2 separate regions of the Danio rerio genome follow, and region 1 is linked to region 2. Evidence: chromatin contacts called from public HiChIP or PLAC-seq data. All regions are on one chromosome and are shown on one strand. Each heading gives the region's core, a stretch centred on a gene start, on an enhancer-like site or on the middle of the called end of the contact. The rest is flanking DNA. Distances are from core to core; before and after follow the strand shown. Region 1 holds the start of prpf39 (PRP39 pre-mRNA processing factor 39 homolog (yeast)). Region 2 holds the start of rps29 (ribosomal protein S29).

Region 1 (5,031 bases), core at 277-2,776, 430 kb after region 2:
GTGTTAACGCGTTGATTTTGACACCCCTAATATATATATATATATATATATATATATATATATATATATATATATATATATATTTATATATATATATATATGGTAAACTGATTTTTTAAGGCCGCATGACTTGATTATTATTTCAACAATACAAATAATACAGTAAACTACTACCATCATTTTACACAATATCCACATTGGATAAACAGAAAAGAGAGAACAAATTTTATTTTAAAAATGTACAAAAAAATTATATTTTTTCATAAACTAATGTTTTTTAAAAAGTAAAAAAAAGTACTAAATCACAATAATAGAAAAAATGATCAAATTCCTTAAAAGATCTCATCATATTTCTTAAACGCACATCTCTTATTGATGAATCTGTGTTAAATTAAATGTTAAATTAATTATTTAAATGTTATATTTCATGTTAGTAGTCTATACGAGTTGGTATATGAATTATGAAACCTTTGTAAATAAAACAAAAATTCCCAGCAGCACGTATAAGAGAATTCACAATAGCTTCTGTTTTTATTGCATAACAGGAGTGTTCATGTGCATAGAGAGTGCAGAGAGGATACAGCACTGGGTGCTTTTACATGAACGTCAAGAGAAAAGATCAATAGAAAATAAGAAATAACAAATTACAGGAGTTTTACAGCTCTTTTAATTTTAAGATCTTTTAGGGTTTTAATATAATGCTTAAGATCAATTTTAAACAAAAAAAATGTTAGGTTTATCGTTAATATTGGAACATTTTTGTTTGTGTGCATGGTATTTCCCATACTTCTTCTTCTTTGGCCTTAGTGCCGTATGGTTGCGGGGTCGGCTCTTTGGAACAAGTCCTCCATTTAGACTTGTCCATATGATAACGACTTGTTTTTTACACATTCCGGCCGGCCTGTCGTCTGGGCCTGTCACCCTCATACACTACGGACAATTTAGCCTACCCAATTCACCTGTACCACTTGTGTTTGGACCGTTTGGACTGTGGGGGAAGCCGGAGCACTCGGAGGAAACCCACGCGAACGCAGGGAGAACATGCAAACTCCACACAGAAACACCAACTGAACCTAGGCTCGAACCAGCGACCTAGCGACCTTCTTGCTGTGAGGCGACAGCACTAGGTATTTCCCATACATAATCATTAAATTAATAATCACAGTTTTATTATTATTATTATTATTATTGTATATCAAAACATCTTTACAAGAAATCTGTATTTCTAATGTATGTTTAAATATAAGATAACCCCAGGTAGGAACCATTCACTCAAAAAATATAGTTTTTACTTGTTCAAACTACTTATATAGAATGAGCTGAAACAACATTTGAGATTTCATTGGGACAACTTAACTGTTTTATGTTCAATACACACAAATTTGTTAAACGTGTTAAGTTAACTTCATCGATTTGTGTTGGGACAACAGGAATAAATTGTGTGGAACCCTGCATTTTTGGGGACGCTGTGACGTCACGAGCGTCTTTTGAGCGACTGAGTTCCGCGTCGCAGTGCGCATGCGCAGCACATTCGTGTCCTTTTCGACACAGCACGACGGAACGCGGCCGCTCGACCACATGTGTTCAGCCGCATAAAACTTCAAAGAACTCGTGAAAATATCTGCCGGTTTAACCGAGTTTCATGGAAGATTCCGGTAAGTAAGCACTAGGTTGCAGATTTTCCCGCGTTTAGCTTCAGGAAAGCTCTGAGGAAACGTGCGCGGCTCCTCGTTAGCAGTTCGGCTAAACGCGTAAAGAAAACAGGCCGAAAGCACAGCAGCTCACTGACTCTTCACACACGCATACAGTATTTTAAAGCGATTTTTATCATAATATCTTGTATTTAACGGCTCGTCGTGCAGTAGAGCGCATTTAAAGCGTGTTTTCACCTGCAGGCGATGGGTTTGCTAATATTCGCTAACTTCCACGAATCATCGCGCGAGTTTCGCTAGGAAACCCCAAACAAACAGATCAGTACCGAACATATCGTCGAGGTTTCTGAATGTTTACGAATATTATCGTGTGTTCGTTCTGATTTATTGAAATACTTAATCTGTCGAATTTATTTTTATGTTTAGGAAAATGTGCGAGTTGCATTCAAATCAGGCGTCAGTTTATGCAAGAGAACACTGCATCACGTGACGCTTCTGTTCGACCTGTCACTAATTGTTTTAATGATAAATATTTTGCTTTAACATCTTATTTTTTGGTTTCGCCAGCTAAACATTTTAAAACGCGACACTAAGCTTAACAGTTAAAGTTTTACTTGTGGTAATGTGTTCTAATACATTTCTGACTTGATTTGTAAACTTTGTCGTAGGAATGGTCGGTATTGCAAAAAATCTTACTCAAACGTTATGTACTTAAATAAATAGGTTGTTAATTCTGCCAGCTTTAATAATTTTGTGGATTCAATCATTATTAGGTTAATCTCTTAATTACAGGCTAAAGTATAGTTTATCATCAGCCATCTGGCCTTAAACATGACAACTTATTAAAATACAGGTAAAAAGGAGCCAAATTTACCAAAAACTATTATAAACATCATTTGTAACGGTTACAGTTTGATTTAGTCTAAATAACTACTAACAAATGCACACATTAATAATGTTTGCGATATTCTTCCATTAACATTTGGTGTGCTTATTACGAGGTAAATTAAATGCAAACTGATTGACTATTACATGTTTCCTCTGTGTGATTGGGTCTCAAAATAATCCACATTAAGTAAAAATTTTGAGTTTATGAGCTCAATCTTTGTTTGTAGGATGAATGATCCATGTCAATAGCCAGGTTTTCACTTTAAAGTGAACCAAATCTTGTTAAGTTAAATTAAATAAAAAATGCCAATGCTAATGAGATGGGTCACATCAAATTTTTAGAATGGCTGACTGTAGTATTGGGAACCTAGCAACCAATAGTAAACAAGAAAAACTTAATGGAGTTGTGTGTGTAATGTGCTCTGTATCAGTTTATTCGGTAAATGCATTCTCACATTATTTACATTGACCCTTTTTTGCATAAGTCTAAAACCAAAAAATTCTTGCAAATTAAGGCAATTTTGGTTGAAATGTGATGTTTCCATCACTCGTTGTTCATGCAATACTTCAAAATGGTCACCCAAAACTTAAAAATACTGTCATTTAGGCATGGGATAACCGTTTTCAAGGTATACTGAGGTTTGGGAAAAGATTAGGGTATATACAATATATTTTATTTATATTTAATAAATTATATTGTGTTCAAAGGGGAAAAGTTTTTGTATTTTATCTAGGGCTGCTCGATTATGGGAAAAATCATAATCACGATTATTTTGGTCATAATTGTAATCACGGTTATTCAAAACGATTATCAATTGAAGTCAAAAATATTCTTCCTCCAATGATTTTATTTTTATATATAAATATTTCCCAAATTATGTTTAACAGAGGGGTTTCTTTACAGTATTTCCTATTTTTTTTTCTTCTGGAGAAAGGCTTATTTGTTTTGTTTCACGCAAACTCACACGCACACGCTACCTGTCCAAGGCTAAGCATGGCGCGCGCACACACACAACAGCATGTGCTCTTTTGCGCTTTAAAAAACATGAATGATGCGCATCCAGTGCTGCAAAAGTTACATTACAGCACATGCTTTTAGTCATTTTCACGTGAAACTGAGCTTTGCAGAGGCAAATAGTTTTTACATGTGCACAACTGGAAAGGGGGCGGTACGTGATGGAATAATCGTTCACCTCGATTAATGGTTTTTCATAATCGTTAAAAGCCAAAATCGAAATCGTATTTTCGATTAATTGCGCAGCCCTAATTTTATCCGGACATTTAAAAAGTATATAATTTAGAGCAGTAATTGCAATACTGTGAAACCGTGATATTTTATTCAAGGTTATCATACCGTCACAATCTTATTTATTTAATTATTATCATTATTTACTCTCTCTTTACTTTATTTCTTTTTCTGTCGAACACAAAAGATGTTTTGAAGAAGGCTGTCAATGCTGAAACCACTGACTTCCATGGTAGAAAAAACAATACAGTGGAAGTCAATGATTTTCAGCTGAATATCTTCTTTAGTGTTTGGCAGAAGATCCTTTAAGACAGGATGATGGCCATCCAGTTAAAGAAGGAACTCGGTTAAATTCTCTTGTTTATCTGTTTAAAGCTTTGAACAGTTTGTGCAGTCCAGCATATTGCGTCACATCTGACCGCTTCTGTGGGGTCTAAATGACAGAATTGCACAATCGTTTTTCAAATGTAATCAAATGTGATTTGCTCCAGGTGAGTCAATGACCGGGATGTTGGACTCGAAATCCCCGGAAAGCGGGGACTCTCCTGCTATGGAGGGCACAACGGGGACTGATGATGTCACAGGCTTGAGCACGTCCGATTTGACGACAGAACAACCCCCAGAAAGCCAGGAGCAGACCCAGCCGGTGTCCGACATGGAGTTTTCGGTGGAGCATTTAAAGACTGCGGTACAGAACATTGACCAAAGTGCCAGTCCTGCAGAACCTGCTGCGGAAAACTCTGAGCAGCCGCCAGAGTCAAACGGACAGCAAGAGGACCAATCAGAACAGCCGGATGATGTGAAGGAGGCGGGACAAGGTGACTCTGAGAGTCCCTCCAATATGGAGCTGGAGGACGCGCCGAAAGAGCCAGCCGAACCCGCAGCAGAAGCAGATCCAGCGGCGCCACAAGAACCAGAACTTCCCACAGAATATGAGCGTTTGTCCAAGGTTGTGGAAGATAATCCTGAAGACTTCAATGGCTGGGTTTACCTCCTGCAGTATGTTGAACAAGAGGTAAGAGCCTTAAGTAAAATAATGAACCCTAATAAGCTGTGCTTTACAGGAAATTTATAAACAAATGGCAAAGAGAATGCGAACTACATAATAATGAGCTACATAATGATGAGCTACATAATGATGAGCTACATAATGATGAGAACTACATATAAAATGAGCCGTAATGCTGGCAAAAGAAACATTTAGAGTTTCTCCAACTGGTTGGATCAGTTTTTTTGCACTCTGTA
Region 2 (5,489 bases), core at 1,082-3,581:
GTGCAGGTAAACCTCACTCCTCTGAACTCTAAAGGTGCTCTAGCCACAGACGCTATAGGCCATGGTCTTTAGCCTCCTTATTAGAGCAACCGACTCCCATGTGGAAGGTCGCCGGTTCGATACCAGCTCGGAGCGGGTTGGGTGGCGTAGGACCGGCGGGGTTACACTAAAAACCGAGGTTCTGCCTAGCCAAAGTCAAGGAAAGCAGACGGAGCTGTACAAGGCCTGGGTCATCATCAACAAGCAGAACTACTGCATTCTGACAGTGAACTGCTCCTGTACGGCAGGGTATGTAAACACACACGTTTACATTTCATTCTGAGCATTCTGTGTCCGCAGTTTAATTCACCATGTTTAACTGTTTTTGCTGAAATTATTCCTGCAATCAAAACTAGCGATGTGTATGTTTTAGCATAGCGTGAACTTACCTGATATAACATGAGCACTGCAGAGTCCAGCATTATTAATTAGGTCCTTACTCCACTTACTACTGGTGTACGGTAAAATTTGGCATCCTACTGCACAACACAACATGCTTGCTATTGCAACCGGTCTTTTTTTGCAACCGGTATGCGCGTTTGAACCTGTGTGACGTTACGTGTGACGTAGGTTGGTATTTCCCCTATAGAAAAGTAATGCATTGGTGAGGAAAAACACATTCTGTGTGAACGGCCCCTTACAGTTTCATTTGAGATGACACTTAAACACTACATGGTTGAGTATATAAGTGCACAAGTGTTTATCGTATAAGTGCATAATGTGTCATTTGGGATGCTTCTTTCGTTCGGACACTACTTTTGTTTGGGAATCTTCAAACTCTGGGCATCTGCTTCAGCGAGTGATTGCTCCATATTTAAAATTTCTTTCCAGAGAGGTTTTGACCTTCAATTGGTCTCACGCATTCATATGATACGATTTCGCAGGTGGAACGTGTCGCACAAGCTTGTGCTTCCAGTCTGCTGTATTTACATACGTAAGAGGTAAGTCTATGGGGTGAAAAGTGCCCTGTGACCACAGCTTCAAAGCAAACTAAAGCCACGTTCACACTCTATAATACTTGTTTCTACTATGGATGTTAATGCTTACCAGTTTACAACATTTTCAAACCATAATATACTTTGTGTTCAGCATGATGAAACAAAATAAAACTCATAAAGGTTTTGGAATCACTTGAGAGAATAAATAATAGAAATTTAATTTTTGGGGTCCCTTTGAAACTTCAGTGTGCATTTATATGCATTTCTAATGTAAATCTTGTGCTGTTTGTCCTAGAATAGAAGTTTGTTTCGCAAATACAAGCTTTAAGTAATAAATATAAGGACAATTTTTAAAACTAGAATACTTTAAAACAAAAAATACGTGAAAGAACAAATAGTACGAAACAATTATTAGAAAAATCTTCTACAAATATAATAAACATTGATAAAGAAATATAAATTAAAAGAAAAGATCAAAAGAAATATTACAGTAATAAATATGATAGTTTTTCTTGCTTTTTTTGTAAAGCGTAATTGAGCACTGAAGATGCAAATATATAAAATAAACATATTATTATTATAAGACAAACGAATTAATGATTGCTTTAATGATAGTAACGTTCATTAATTCATTAATGTTCTTTTCTGCTTATTTATCAGGGGTTGCCACAGCAGAATGAACCACTAACTTATCCATCATATGTTTTACACAGCTACAACCCATCACTGGGAAACGCCCATACACACTCATTCTACGGCCAATTTAGCCTACCCAATTCCCCTATAGCGCATGTGTTTGGACTGTGGTGAAAACCGGAGCACCCGGAGGAAACCCACACCAACACAGGGAGAACATGCAAACTCCACACAGAAACGCCAACTAACCTAGCCGAATCTCGAACCAGTGACCTTCTTGCTGTGAGGCGACACTGTGCGACCGCGACACCATTATAATAACTTATTATTAATAATAATAATAATAACAATAATAATAAACAAACGAATGAATGAACAAACGAACTAATAAACAAATAAATAAAGACTTAATTGTAATAAAACAACAATAATATGTGTAGAACTTCCTCAGAGAAGACTTCAGGGATTTTAAAAAGACCATTCAATATTTTTAAAAATTCACCATCACCATTCCTACACAAGGGCAGGTATTTTACACTATACATGTACAATCTACACTATAAAATAAACAAATAAACATTTTCCTGACTTCTGTAATGTGGAACTCGCCCTCGGAATGGCGCCGTTTTTTAGTGTGGGCGCAGGAAGTGGCGGGTTCCGTAGAAGAAGCGCGTCTTTTTTGCGCCTGCGCACAAGATCCACTTCCTTTTCGACATCCCGATCGAGAGAGACGAGATGGGCCATCAGCAGCTCTACTGGAGTCACCCTAGAAAATACGGCCAGGGCTCGAGATCCTGGTCAGTTCTGCTCAGTTTGGTGTTTAATGTGAAGGTTTTGTGTTTGTGAAGGTTTTCGCTCGGTCAGACCGTCGTGTGTTTATAATATCCGCGGGAATGCGGAGCACATGGGCGGCGAGGATGATGCGCGCTGACAACATGGCGGACGGAGAATAGTTTAACTGCCGATTACTGGAAACCCGAATAAAACGATAAACACTTCATCTAAGTATGATATCAATTCGATAATAGTGGTCTCTCCTATATATAGAGAGTGTCTAGAGGATTTTCTACATGTTTGGTCACAGATTACAGACTTGCGTAGTCATTTAAATGTTTATATAACATTTCACACTTTTATTAAGTAACGATTTAATGTTTTGATGCCATTTTGTAAGCATTTAATCATGGATAATTTGTGGTTTACCGCTGTCGACTGTGTTAACCAAAACTAAAGTAGTGTTCATGGTTAAAATGAACTAGTTTTACTATGGTATTTGTGGTAAAACTGCTGGCAAATGGAAGTCAGTGTACCACACAGCCATAGTTAACTTGTACTATTTTAACATGGTTTATTTTTACAAAGGAGGACCATTTGCAGGTCATAATTATTAACACGAATTTCTGGTTAATTCACAAAGTTATTATTACTTGTATTTTTTTAACCAGTTAACTTATAATATTATTTAGTAACTAACTGCTTGTAGGGGGTTTAAACAAATTGCTAAGAAAATTAATGGATGTTTGCTGACTTTATGAAGTGTTTCGTATCTTAAAAGTAGGGCTGCACAATATTAGAAAAACATTGCATTATTGTTCTGCGTTTTTTTTATATTGCGATATGAATAGTTTCACTCGACGAGTTGAATAAATGTTCAAAAAGAAGCTATAATTTTAGATTGATTGGGAAGATTCTGTAGGCGATTGCATAATGTAATTTAACTTTATTTGTATAGTACATGAACATAAGTATTATATAAGCACAATATATTATTGACCACAATATTTGTATAATATGCAATCTACCAGCATACATAATTTCAATAAAAAAAATATGCTAATTAAACAATTTTATTGTTTTCCGAAGAATCAAACTATTCAAGGCTACAGTAATGTATAATAATACTACGTCTTTTTTTATAAACAATTCCATTAAACTAATCATTATAAATTTTTGCAAGTTACAAATAGTACATTTTCTTAAGCCTGAAAGCTTTTAAAGCCCTCACACAGTCACAGGCCTAAAAAAAACCCTGAGCTGTTAATAATTATTAAATAAAAATCTAAGTTTTTTCCTGTTTTCTATCCAAATATCTAAATATTTTAAAATCAAGATGCATACTAGACACTGAGTGAAATTTCACTCGATGATTTGAATAAATGTTTGTAAAGAATCTATAATTTCAGATTGATTGGGAAGATTTTGTAGGCGAGTGCATATAAGTGAACTTTATTTGTATAGCACATGAGCATAAGTATTATTTAATAAGCGTAATATTTATATTATTGAGCACAATATTTATATAATAAGCAATCTTTTATTACAAACAGTACATTTTTCTTAAGCCTGGAAGCTTTTAAAACCCTCACAGTCCTTAAACACTTGCATGCATATACTTGCATATAGTTGAAATGTGACAATTGCGAATGATCATATTGCAATATCAATGCTGAAACAGTTTGTCTTGCCCTAATTTAAAAGGATAATTGCATTACAATTTGCTTAAATTGTAATGTAATAAAAATAAAATGTGGTATCCAAACGTTATGTTTAAAGTTTTACCCCACTATGCACTATGCATAAGTCAATGCACCAAACAATTATGGTTACTACAGTTTTACCATTAGAAAAGCATTAGATTAACTTATTTTCAAAGATGACTGTTGGCAGGTCATAAATGTAGCATTGCTGTTTTTCCCCCACAAAATGCAGTTTAAATGAGGTACTAAGAAAATAAATAGTGATTTGTGTACGTTTAATCTGCTTTTTTATTGAAAAAAAAAAAATTATTTGTTTTAAGTGCATTGTTAATACAAGCGATGGTACACTTATATAAAAATATATATTTTATTAAAGCTTTGTATTTTTTTCCTTTTTTTTTTACCCAAAAGAAGATATTTTAATTAATAATGGAAACTGGTAGCATTGACATCCATTGTAGGAAAAAAAAACGTGTAATTCAGTGGCTGCCGCTTTCCAGTAGTCTGAATATTTTTTTGTGCTCAGAGGCTTGAATCTGAATTTCATTATATTAAAGTTGAACCGTCCCTTTTAAAGTCCTTGTAAAATCAAAATTTACATTGTTTATTTTGCTAGCTCGCATTGCTTTTCCTAACATGAATAATTAGTCTGCATGTTAATCCACTGAATAAAGATATATTGATGATCTACAATCAAAAGTCTGAGCATGTTTTCATACTGCTGACATCAACTCGAAGGCTTTCATAGCAACTTTATATTAATGAACATGGCCATTCCCCTTTTATTGTTAGTTTGGTTGCGTTAATTGTAAGTTGGGTAAAGTCTAGAAGGGATACAGCTGAAGACGAGCACAATGTAGCATACATTTTGTGATTCTGTACAAAAAGCAGTATTATGAGGGTTGGGGCAGGTGTTAATTATGCAGTTTAATGTGTAATACATTTCATAATTACTGTATGTGCATAACTGGGTGGTAGGTTTTAATATAATGCAATTAGTGTATTTTATTCAGTACAATAATTCTCTTAATTACTGTTTTTACATTACTGTGATGGTTGTGGTAGAGGTAGACGTTGAAGTTCATTTTATGTAATTAATAAATCTGTCATAATTATGGTTTTTACATTGCTGTCAGGGTTGTGTTTAGAGTAGGGGTAGATGTAGACTTTAATAAAATACAATCAATGCAAATCTACAAGCAAAGTCTGAGCATGTTCTGCTGTTGACATCAACCTGAGAGCTTCCATAACAACTGTATATCAATGAACTTCAGGATACAGCTGCACATGTGCAATCAAATACAGCATAAACGTGCAACAATAATAGCTGTTTTTGCTACTGTGATGGTTGGGTTTAGGGTTGTGGTTGTAGTAGATGTACATTTAATGTGTAATTTAA

The links. HiChIP or PLAC-seq counts read pairs in DNA pulled down with a chosen protein or histone mark.
Region 1: an H3K4me3 HiChIP or PLAC-seq map of gastrula embryo shows a contact between it and region 2, with 4 times the contacts expected there. The contact joins the promoter of prpf39 here to the promoter of rps29 in region 2. A contact is called at or near these places in 2 of 4 datasets of contacts at active chromatin or transcription factors (embryo and gastrula embryo).

What each region holds. Positions count from the first base shown.
Region 1 is chr20:58,017,846-58,022,876 of GRCz12tu, forward strand. prpf39 (PRP39 pre-mRNA processing factor 39 homolog (yeast)) reads left to right here and starts at 1,527. Exons shown (of 14, transcript NM_001004520.1): 1 at 1,527-1,655; 2 at 4,278-4,801. The coding sequence starts at 1,643.
Region 2 is chr20:57,583,452-57,588,940 of GRCz12tu, forward strand. rps29 (ribosomal protein S29) reads left to right here and starts at 2,332. Exons shown (of 3, transcript NM_212953.1): 1 at 2,332-2,410. The coding sequence starts at 2,349.